2 separate regions of the Xenopus laevis genome follow, and region 1 is linked to region 2. The links are chromatin contacts, called in public Hi-C maps. All regions are on one chromosome and are shown on one strand. Each heading gives the region's core, a stretch centred on a gene start, on an enhancer-like site or on the middle of the called end of the contact. The rest is flanking DNA. Distances are from core to core; before and after follow the strand shown. Region 1 holds the start of glrx.S (glutaredoxin-1). Region 2 has its middle 44 kb from the start of pcsk1.S.

Region 1 (5,599 bases), core at 1,859-4,358, 160 kb before region 2:
GAGAAATGGATTTCAGTGCAGAATTCTGCTGGAGTAGCACTATTAACTGATGTATTTTGGAAAAAACATGTTTTCCGATGACAGAATTATTTCTATATGAAAGAAGGTTTAAGGTTCCCCTAGTCACGTGCCTTTTCTGCCTACCCCCAAGTTCCAGCACTGGAGGCTAAACACAGAGCTGAGCTGATAGCAATTTCACTGGAATTAAAAACAGCACTTATGATGGATGGTCAAGTTATGCATTTTCATTTTTGGTGTTACTGTTGCTGTAAAGTAGTCTATAAAGAAAACCAGGCTGACCCCCATTATTTGTGTATAAATATACACCATACTCATACAAAGCTACAAAATGCAGTAATGAAAGCAAATCCAGAATAAACCCTGCCCCTTAATTCCTCTAGCCTTTAATTCGTACCCTTGTTCCACGGTTCTCCATATGCCACTTACTAGTTTAATCACGCAATGCACCAATAGACTGCAGCGCTTTTTCCAGCTCTCCACTGTTCTCCAGAGGGACCAAGTCAGAACATCCACCAATGCATTTTTCTTCAATGTAAATACGGGGCACCTAAAGGGGAAGCATGTATTAGATGATTTTTGATTCATGCTAGAACATTTATTTTTATCTTCATTCAACATGTCATATGCAAGTCTAGTGGAATTATGAAATTAAAGGTGCAAAGTTTACCCACAGCAACCAATCAGCACAGGGTCAGACTGGGGGGCCCAGGACCCACCGGGACTGCTGTCCTAGGGGCCCCCTCTCCACGCAGCGCTGCGTGTGTGTGCATGCGCGCGTGCCCATGTGCGAAATATTTTTGCCGGCAGGAAGAAGTCTCTGCATCATGGTTCTGGGTGTGGCCTAGTCCGACCCTGAATCAGCAGGTAGTATTTAAATGTCACCTGTTTAAAAGTAAACATCCAATTGGTTGTTATGGGGTCCCTGCATCTGGGTGCCTTTTCTTATAATAAAGGATAAAATTAAAAGTATTAATGGGATGTTGATTGAAGTATAACAAGATACTGCACAAACTCATTTGAACTTGTGTATGTTTCATTATGAGTCCAATCCTGCATGTATTCAGACAGGGAAGGGGCTGCTGATTATAAAAGCGAACTACAAAACTATATTCAGTTCCGAGCAGATCTTTTGCATGAGATACAACGTGCAAGAAAATGTCACTTTGGTGGTAAGATCTCATTAGATTTTTGGAGGAGTCCCACCATAATTATTATTATTTACATGTATTTATAAAATGCCAACATATAAATGGGTGTATACTTTACATATTCAATTTATAACTGATACAAGAGGTAAAGAAGGCCCTGCCCAAAGGGATTAAACCTTAAACACTGATCATCAGGATCCCCTGCTGATAGGAATTAAACACACACATGGATACTGATAACCCTACAGAATGCAATTCACATCAATCAAGAGTGTGTTCGGCAAATATGCAACTGCCATGTATCAATATATATATATATATATAAGGCTCGGTAGGAAGTGCCTTTTAAAGGGGACCCGTCACCCAAAAAAATTATTCAAAATCCTATTTTATCACATTAATCAAGCAAAATGAACTTTAATAACACTATATCAATTATTTGAATCTTGCTTCCTTCAGTCTGGGATTTCAAAATTATAACAAGCAGGCAGCAGCCATTTTGTGGACACTGTTATTAAGACAAGCCTTGTATCATCTCAGAATCTTGTTTGTGCACCAGAATGGGGGACCCGATGTCCATCCCCATGCCCTGGCCACACAGTTATATGGTAAAGAGAAAGGGGGAATGTGTGGAGAGCAGTGACATCTAGGAAGTGCTGAATGGAAAGTGAAAGTAATTGTCTGCCCCGCCTCTATGCCACTGGCATAGAGGAGGAGCAGACAATATTTGATTGACAGCTGAGATTTTTAAATGAGTTTACAACAGCTATGAATGCTTTAATAAAAAATAGAAATTGGATTTCATGTTTAATTTAAAAAGGACTTTTATTATACAGATTTTTGTGTCTGGGTGACAGGTCCACTTTAACAAAGGGAATCTCTACCCGAACACTGCTTTTTGCTTTTTTGAAAACAGAATTCTAAGCAGCTGTAATACATAGATTGTAAAATTGTAAGTTATTTGAAAAAAACAATTGTAAAAGCTGTATTCAGTTCTCCCAGTGTTGTAACACTGTAAAAGTAATTTCTCCTCCAGCTCAGCTGGATTCTGCATGCATTGTTTTAGGAGTCGGAACCAGCAGTGCTGAGAAAATTAACAGCCAGGCAGATACTCTTTTGAGCAGCAGTTATATTTACAACTAAGGAGTAAAAGTAGTCAGGTTTATGGTAGGGTTGGATCACCAAGGAAATGGTTGGAAATGTGTCGGAATGTGTCAGAATTCTAAACTCTTTCTATATATAACACATCTATTAATTTTTCACACATTATCTTCAGATTCCTTACTATACAAACTGAAAAGCATTTATTAATTGTTCACACATTATCTTCCTATTCCTTACTATACAAACTGAAAAGCATTTAAACAGCCTGAGGTGTGACTCAGCAGTAACGCCCGGAAACCCTGGATCATCTGATCTCTGTATGTGAGCAGCAGCTGAATCCCACCTTATCCCATGAACCTACTGAAGCACCTCCACTCACCGTACGCTCTCCTGTTGTCTCCATAAAATACTGTTGGAGGCTGGAAATGAAATCCAACTTGTAGATGTCAATGATTTCCAGGTGTCCAGCCTTAAACTTGTATTTCTTTAAAATCCCCTTGGCCCTAATGCAGAAGGCACACGTGGGCTTCTCGAACATGGTCACCTTGGAGGTTTTCAGTTTGCTCTTCACAAAGTTCTGAGCCATGTTTTCCCCAGGCTTGTGCCGCTCTCACACTAACTGCGCCGCTCTCACACTAACTGTGCAGCTCTCACACTAACTGTGCAACTCTCACACTAACTGGGCAACTCTCACACTAACTGTGCAGCTCTCACACTAACTTGTGCCACTCTCGCACTAACTCTGCAGCTCTCGCACTAACTCTGCAGCTCTCATACTAACTCTGCAGCTCTCACTAACTGTACAGAGTGAAAGAGACACAGGCTAGTGCCGCTGGGCTTATGTAACTGAACCCAGCAGAGGAGGAGCCACATAGGGAGCTATAAGAAAAAGGCAGGGAGTTTTTCTAGTAAAAGCCAGATCCTCACATGGGAGGGGAATTTGTTTTATGCATGATGTTTGCATGACACTGCACATTTTACAATAATGGCTGCACTCACACAATGGTTTTATTTATCCGAGTAAATCAGCCATAACCACAGCCCGTGCATACATACAATATTATAGAGTGCAACTGCTGTAACAACCGGGAAAGATTTCTTTTCGCCACAGCTGTTACAAAAGATTCTCCTTCCCAGCTGAGCCGCCGGAAAAAGTGTTTGTGCTGATCTGTGACTCTCAAGTGCTACGTCAGTAGAAATATTAGGGTGCCAGCAGATCTTATCCACATGTCTAAGCTTTATTTAAAGGAACAGTAACACCAAAAAATTAAAGTTTGTTAAAGTGATGAAAATATCATGTAGTGTTGCCCTGCATTGGTAAAACTGGTGTGTTTGTTTCAGAAACACTACTATAGTTCATATAAACAAGCTGCTGTGTAGCAATTGCAGAAATTGAAAAAAAGGCTATATGGCACAGGTTAATTAGTGGATAACTGATAACATCATTATGTTCTATAGAGCTTATCTGCTGTGTAACCTGAGTCTTTTCTCCTTTGAATGGCTGCCCCCATGGCTACACAGCAGCTTATTTACATACCTCCCAGCTGTTCCGTTTTAAGCGGGACAGTCCTGATTTTGACAGCTCAACCCGCAGTCCCAGGTTTGTTACTTTAATGGCCGACTTTAAAGTAACATTTAATAAAAAAACATTTTAAAAAATAGTGTTAGTGTTACACATGCTCTGGTGTTAAATCTACCCAAAAAAGTAGTAGCATATACAGGACCATCCTCAAAATAGCAGAAGAGCCTATTTATATTTTCTATAAGTGGAAAAATAGCTCCACAGTGAGATCTGTGCAACCCTCCAAAATAGTGTGTTAGTGTAAAAGTGTGTGTTAGTTACCCAGATGCAGGCAATCAGGACGCTGGTGGACACCTATGATAGATAAAGAGCATATACAGTACAAATCACACTAATTTCCATTCCCCTTTTAGGCTCTCTTAGTGCCCATCTATAGACTGTTCATTCCATCCACCAAATTGTTTTTTTTTTAATATGGCGGATAAATACAAATTGAAAAGGGGGCTGGAAATGGGGGGAAGAGTTGAAAGCTGGTTCAGTGCTCAGGAATCTGGAATCCTCATATACTATTTATTTGTAGCCTGCACAGGTAAAAAAAAAATTCTTTAAAGGGGTTGTTCACCTTTCAATTAACTTTAAGTATGATGTAGAGAATGCTATTCTAAGACAATTTGCAATTGGTTTTCATTTTTTATTATTTAAGGTTTTTGAGTTATTTAGCTTTTTATTCAGCAGCTCTACAGTTTGCAATTTCAGAAATCTGATTGCTAGGGTCCAAATGACCCTGGCAACCAAGCATTGATTTGAAAATATAAATAGGAGAGGAGCTGAATAGAAAGATGAGTAATACAAAGTAGCAATAACAATAAATGTGTAGCCGTACAGAGCACTTGTTTTTAGATGGGGTCAGTGACCCCCATTTGAAAGCTGGAAAGAATCAGAAGAAGAAAGCAAATAACTCAAAAACTAGGGATGCACCGAATCCAGGATTCGGATCGGTATTCGGTCAGGATTCTGCCTTTTTCAGTAGGATTTGGCCGAATGCTTCTGTCTGGACGAACCGAATCTAAATCCTAAATAGTGGATTCAGTGCATCACTATCAAAAACTATACAAAAGAAAAAATGAAGACCAATAGAATTAGCAGTTCTATAACATACTAAAAGTTACTGCAAAGGTGAACCACCCCTTTAAAGTAGCAGTGCAGTTTTTTATGGAAGTGTGTGGTATAGGTACATTAAAATTAATTTTACAACTTTTAGGCTAAGGCCAGGCAATATGGATCTCAGCCTGCAGAGAAGATTCCTCTTCTCTGCTGCCGCTGCTCCTCATCTGCTGCACTGCTTGCAACCACAAAATTACGTCCACTCAGATGCAGGCAGACGTGACCGTTTCTGGTGCCAAAAAGCAAAATGTTGTAGCATTACGGTGATAGTAACAGAATCTCTAAACATAGTGGGTTGCCTTTACCCTTTGAATCACCAATCAATCTCTTCTACATGCCTGGGCTAAGAGCAATAAGTGCAATCAGTCCATATGATGACCTTTCTCAGTGATCTGTACACAGATTTGAAGATTTTGAAGGCAGCATATCTTATCGTATCATAAAACATATGTTTGTATAAGGAGTATGCATTCACACAAGCACAGCAAATATTAGCAGCACCAGCTGCTTTGCTGAGTCATGTCCATGGTAAAGCTTTAGATTGTTTATTAGCAAGACTAAGAGATTAGGAGACTGAATAAAGTGTGTGAAAAATTAAATCAATACACAGTATTATTATATATAAACAGAGTTGAATAGG
Region 2 (4,853 bases), core at 1,763-4,262:
GACAAAAAATAGAAATTGTGCAATTATCGTTAAGGCAGAAGTCTACAACCCATTGGGTTTGTATGTTTATGTCATGCAATGCACTTAGGGTGTTTTCATTTCCTAATGCTTCTTTGCCTTTGAATGGCTTGAATATGATTCTCTGCAGGACAGTATTGTGCAAAAGGAACCCTGTATTTCCTCCAAAATTAAAGGCACAATAGTTGGCACGGGCTCTTTGGGGGGCCTCAGAGGTTCAGTCATTTTGTGGGCAAGCCTCTATAGTTAGCAAACCCAACCTTCCCATCGTTCTGCACAGACTGCAGTCATGTCGGAGTCTCAATGCTATATTTAACAAATGGGCAGTACAGTTCCAACATGCTGATCTGGCCAATACAGTTGGCATTTAGCAAATACAGATGACCCAGTGGATCTTATTCGGTACCAAGAGATGTTTTCCTTCACCAAACTAAATGGTTTTGAAGTGACCTTAATTTTGTTTTGGTGGTCACTAACCCTGCACGCTCCACAAATTGTAAAGGGATACTATCCCTCATATGTAATAAAAAGTACAACGTTTGCCCAGGAGCAGTAACCCATAGCAACCAATATGCTTTTTAAACAGGTGTTTAATCAGTAAGTGGTACCTGCTGTTGGTTTCTATATTTTCATATATCTATCTATCTATCTATCTATCTATCTATCTATCTATCTATCTATCTATATATATATATATATATGTGTGTGTGTGTGTGGGTTTTATCATTATTCAGCAGCGCAACAAGAGCGTGCCGGGCCCCCCACTAAAGAAGTATTTGGAAGGGCCTGGAGTGCTTAGCAACCCCTCGGGGGGATTTTGGCTGCTATGGGCTGGTACAGAAGCCCAAAACATAATGCACAACATTTCTAGTCTACTTCTTTAGTTTAACTTTTCTTGTCCTTTAAGGTGAATGTTTAATCAATATGTATATGTAATCAATATCAATATTGGCTGTATATGTGGATAAAGCACGTGAGCGCTGTTGTGCAGGAGAGCGCGTATCACTCGGTTCCTTGAGTTACCAAACTACTCCCAGCATGTCAGAGATAAGGAATGCTCCATTGCTAGACAGCACAACTGAGCAGTTTCAAACAAGATTAAATGTTAGTGTGCTAATAAACACTAAATGGGAAATTTAAAAAAAAAAAGTTTGCCTTAGTCAAGTTACCCATAGCGAGCAATAATCTAACCATTAACCTGCTAACCATTCTACCTGCTGATTGGTTGCTATAGGTTACTAAATCTGCAGCCTTTTATTACAGTGTCCAAGTTTACCCAACATGCCACTTCATTTTAAGTAAGTTTCATCCCTCTTTCCAGATTTACCCCTGTTGAGTTTTCATAAGATAAATCATGACATGAGGTTTTTCTCATCAAATTAAATCTGGCCTTTTATGTCTTTCTCCTGGGCAAAATTGACCTTTCCATGCATCTAATGGCTGCACACATTGGAGCTATGAATGGAAAGTAGCATTTTGTTATTATTGTTTATTTTCTAAAATTATATAGATATATTCGATTTTTTCAAAGAGCAATTTTGTAATGATAATAATAATTTACTGGTTGCTATAATTTACTTGCCTCATTGCTAGAACCTCTGTAACCATTTACATTTTTCATGAAATTCAAACTCCAGTATTTTTTTCTTTGACAGCCATTATATAATGGAAAATAAAATAGAACATTCGTTTGCTCAACATGCCAAGTCCAATGCATATAAGCAGCATTGGCGCCACCTAGTGAAGAGAACCTTCTTTTTTTTCCCCCTTCCAAGGTTAGGATTTTATTTGCTGATAAAGCCACATGATGCAGGCCTTCCAAATATATCAACCTGAGCAGATGTATGTGATTTTGTTGTAGCAGAAACAATAAATATGATCACAGCTAACAGTACCTGTATTTAACAGGTTTTAGTTTGTGATTCTACTTTTAATATACAAATATAACCACTGTATATAGAGTTTATATAAAAAAGAATTATATAGAGAAAAAGAATGAGACGAGGAAGGAAGGGAAAATTCCAAATAGGACATATTTTACATGGCTGATGTATTGAAGGTTTATCCATGATTATTAAGGGTAGTTGGATTTGGGAACCAGCAGGGAGAATCAATTCCAATTGCTTTTCATAATAAAGGCACTATTATTATTATTATTATTATTTATTATTATTGTTTTTATTTTCATGTTCTAGCGGCACTATTTCACACACATTACGGATACCTACTTTGCCTATGTGGCTTTATATACAAATGTATATAAATATGACAACTGTATATAGAGTGTATATAAAAAAAATATTTCTATAGAGAAAAAGAAGGAGATAAGGAAGGAAGGGAAATTTCCAAATAGGACATATTTTACATGGCTGATGTATTGAAGGTTTATCCATGATTATTAAGGATAGAATCGCTTTTCATGAAAAAGGCACTATTATTATTATTATTATTATTATTTTTTATTTTTGTTTTTTTATCATTTACATGTTATAGCGGCACTATTTCACACACATTACTGATACCTTTCTAAAGCAAAAGGTTTTCTAATCTGTCTAATTCACTACTCCTATTCTAACTGCTGGGGACAGAGTGTAAAATAATTAGGTGCTGTAGGAGCCATAAACAGCTTAATTAAACTCCTTTATGACATTGAACAACATGCGCTGTAACAGACAATTACAGTACTATTTTTTATGTATGTAGATGTATCTTCATATAGCGCTGCTTGTATACACAGTGGTGGACAGTGTTACTGAGTGCAGACAAACATTGCAATAAATATACCGAGTTGCAAAGATCAAGGGCCATGTGTTCATTGACACTGGAGGGAGGAGATTTCTCTCATCAGAATAAACACTTTCTACTTGAGTCTGAAACAGTCAGTGTGCAATATTGTATAACATAGTAACATAGCAGTTAAGGTTGCAAAAAGACGTTTCAACATTTTGGCCTGACCCTGCCTAACTGCCTTTAATATAATAGGATTCTAGTGTAATACAACTCAAAGTGGGATCAGTAATCCTTTACTGCACTGCTGCTTGGATAGGCTCTCTGGATCCTGCACTTATTGGCATTGTTTCTTTTCCTATCCCTTCACCAGGGGCATAACTATAGAGGAAGCAAACACTGCAGTTGCAGGGGGCCCAGAAGATATAGGGGCCCCATGAAGCCCTTATTTATATACAATTTCAATAAATATAGGTAAAACCGGTCAACCTCTAGACATTTTAGGACCCTGAAAGACATTTTTTGCCCTGAACAGGCAAATCTCAAAAAGCTTTGATTTCTGCTGATTTACAACAGTCATTTTTAACCAAGAAAATTATTAACAGTAGAATGGCTGCAATATGGTGATTTTCATTTTTTTTTTTAACAAAAATTATACATTTTTATATAGAAATGTATACTTAGCTGATTTGTTCTGCTCATACCTGACACATATCATTGAAGTTAAAACAATGAAATTGTCAGAGCTCAGTGTAACTCAATCTATAGTGTTGACCAACAATGAGAAGCTCCCATATACCAGCACTCATTATTTGCATATGAAGAGAAAGTGAGCCTGTACAAATGCTATGAATAAACAATGAGGTGTTAGTACCACACTGTGGCCAAAATATGCAAGCTCATGTGCCAAGACAAGGCTACTTATTCAGTGTACGTCATTGTATTGAGCATAAGTATTAGTTCAGTGGTGCGCCTTGATTATCTGGGGCCTAATTCTCTTCTCTGTCTTCTCTGTCTCATTGGAGCTTCTGAGTAAAGGGTAAGTACTTTAAATGTGTTTTTCAAGTTACACATTCTTTATACAAATAATGGATATTTCCATAATTTGAATCTACATATATTAACTCTAGTAGAAAATCATGTAAACATTAAACAAAGCCAATAGGCTGGTTTTGCTTCCAACAAGGATTAATTATATCTTAGTTTGGATCAAGTACAAGGCAATGTTTTATTATTAGAAAAGGGAAATCATTGTTAAAAATTTGGATTATTTCGATAAAATGGGGTCTATGGGACACAAGCTTTCCATAATTCAGAGCTTTCTGGATAATGGGTTTCTGGATAACGGATCCCATACCTAAGTAAGATTAAGTACTGTACATCATTTGTGTAGCACTTACATGTAGTGATGGGCGAATTTATTCACCAGGCGTGAATTCGCGAGATGGCCATGAAAATTCGCTGGGAAAATTTGACGGCGTCAAAAAAATTGAAAATTTTCGTTTTTTTTCGGCAAAGCAGCGCAAATTCGCCCATCACTACTTACATATGATAAGAGGCCTCATGTGGCACAAAAGCAACTATAAAGAAAATACAGAGTTATGTGGATAAAGTAACAACCACAGCCTTATTGTAAGTCAAAGCCCCTTTATAACATTATATACTGATTATATACTGGCATTTAAACTCAGTCTGTTGTGACTACCCAAAGCCATGGGCTACTGGTCCTGTTGCATAATTTATCCAGTGCGCAAACAATTGCCAACATTGACCTTGACAATCCCATATGTGCCATGCAGCTGACACATATATCTAAGGCAGGGGTCCCCACCTTTTCCACTCGTGAGCAACATTCAGAAGTAAAAAAAGTTGGAGAGCAACACAAGCATCAAAAATGTTCCTGTGGTGCCAAATAATGGTTGTGATTGACTATTGGTAGCCCATATGTGGACTGGCAGCCTACAGGAGGCTCTAAACCTGTTTTTTATCCAAGCCTGGATTTCAAAAATAAGCACCTGCTCTGAGGCCACTGGGAGCAACATCCAAGGGGTTGGAGAGTAACATGTTGCTCATGAGCTACTGGTTGGGGATCACTGCTCTAAGGCAAT

What was found. Hi-C and Micro-C count contacts between places; a contact is called where the count stands out from the background.
Region 1: a contact with region 2 is called in a Hi-C map of the XL177 cell line, with 3 times the contacts expected there. The contact joins the promoter of glrx.S here to the enhancer-like site in region 2. A contact is called at or near these places in 2 of 4 Hi-C or Micro-C datasets (the XL177 cell line and the XTC cell line).

What each region holds. Positions count from the first base shown.
Region 1 is chr1S:165,347,086-165,352,684 of Xenopus_laevis_v10.1, reverse strand. It overlaps glrx.S (glutaredoxin-1), which reads right to left and starts at 3,108. Exons shown (of 3, transcript XM_018244367.2): 1 at 2,653-3,108; 2 at 448-568. The coding sequence starts at 2,859. The coding sequence ends at 452.
Region 2 is chr1S:165,186,695-165,191,547 of Xenopus_laevis_v10.1, reverse strand. No RefSeq gene overlaps it. Among protein-coding and RNA genes, the nearest start is that of pcsk1.S, 44 kb to the right of the region's middle. Within about 2 kb of position 3,012, at least 1 of the 7 cell types and tissues checked has an H3K27ac peak or open chromatin away from gene starts, as enhancers often do.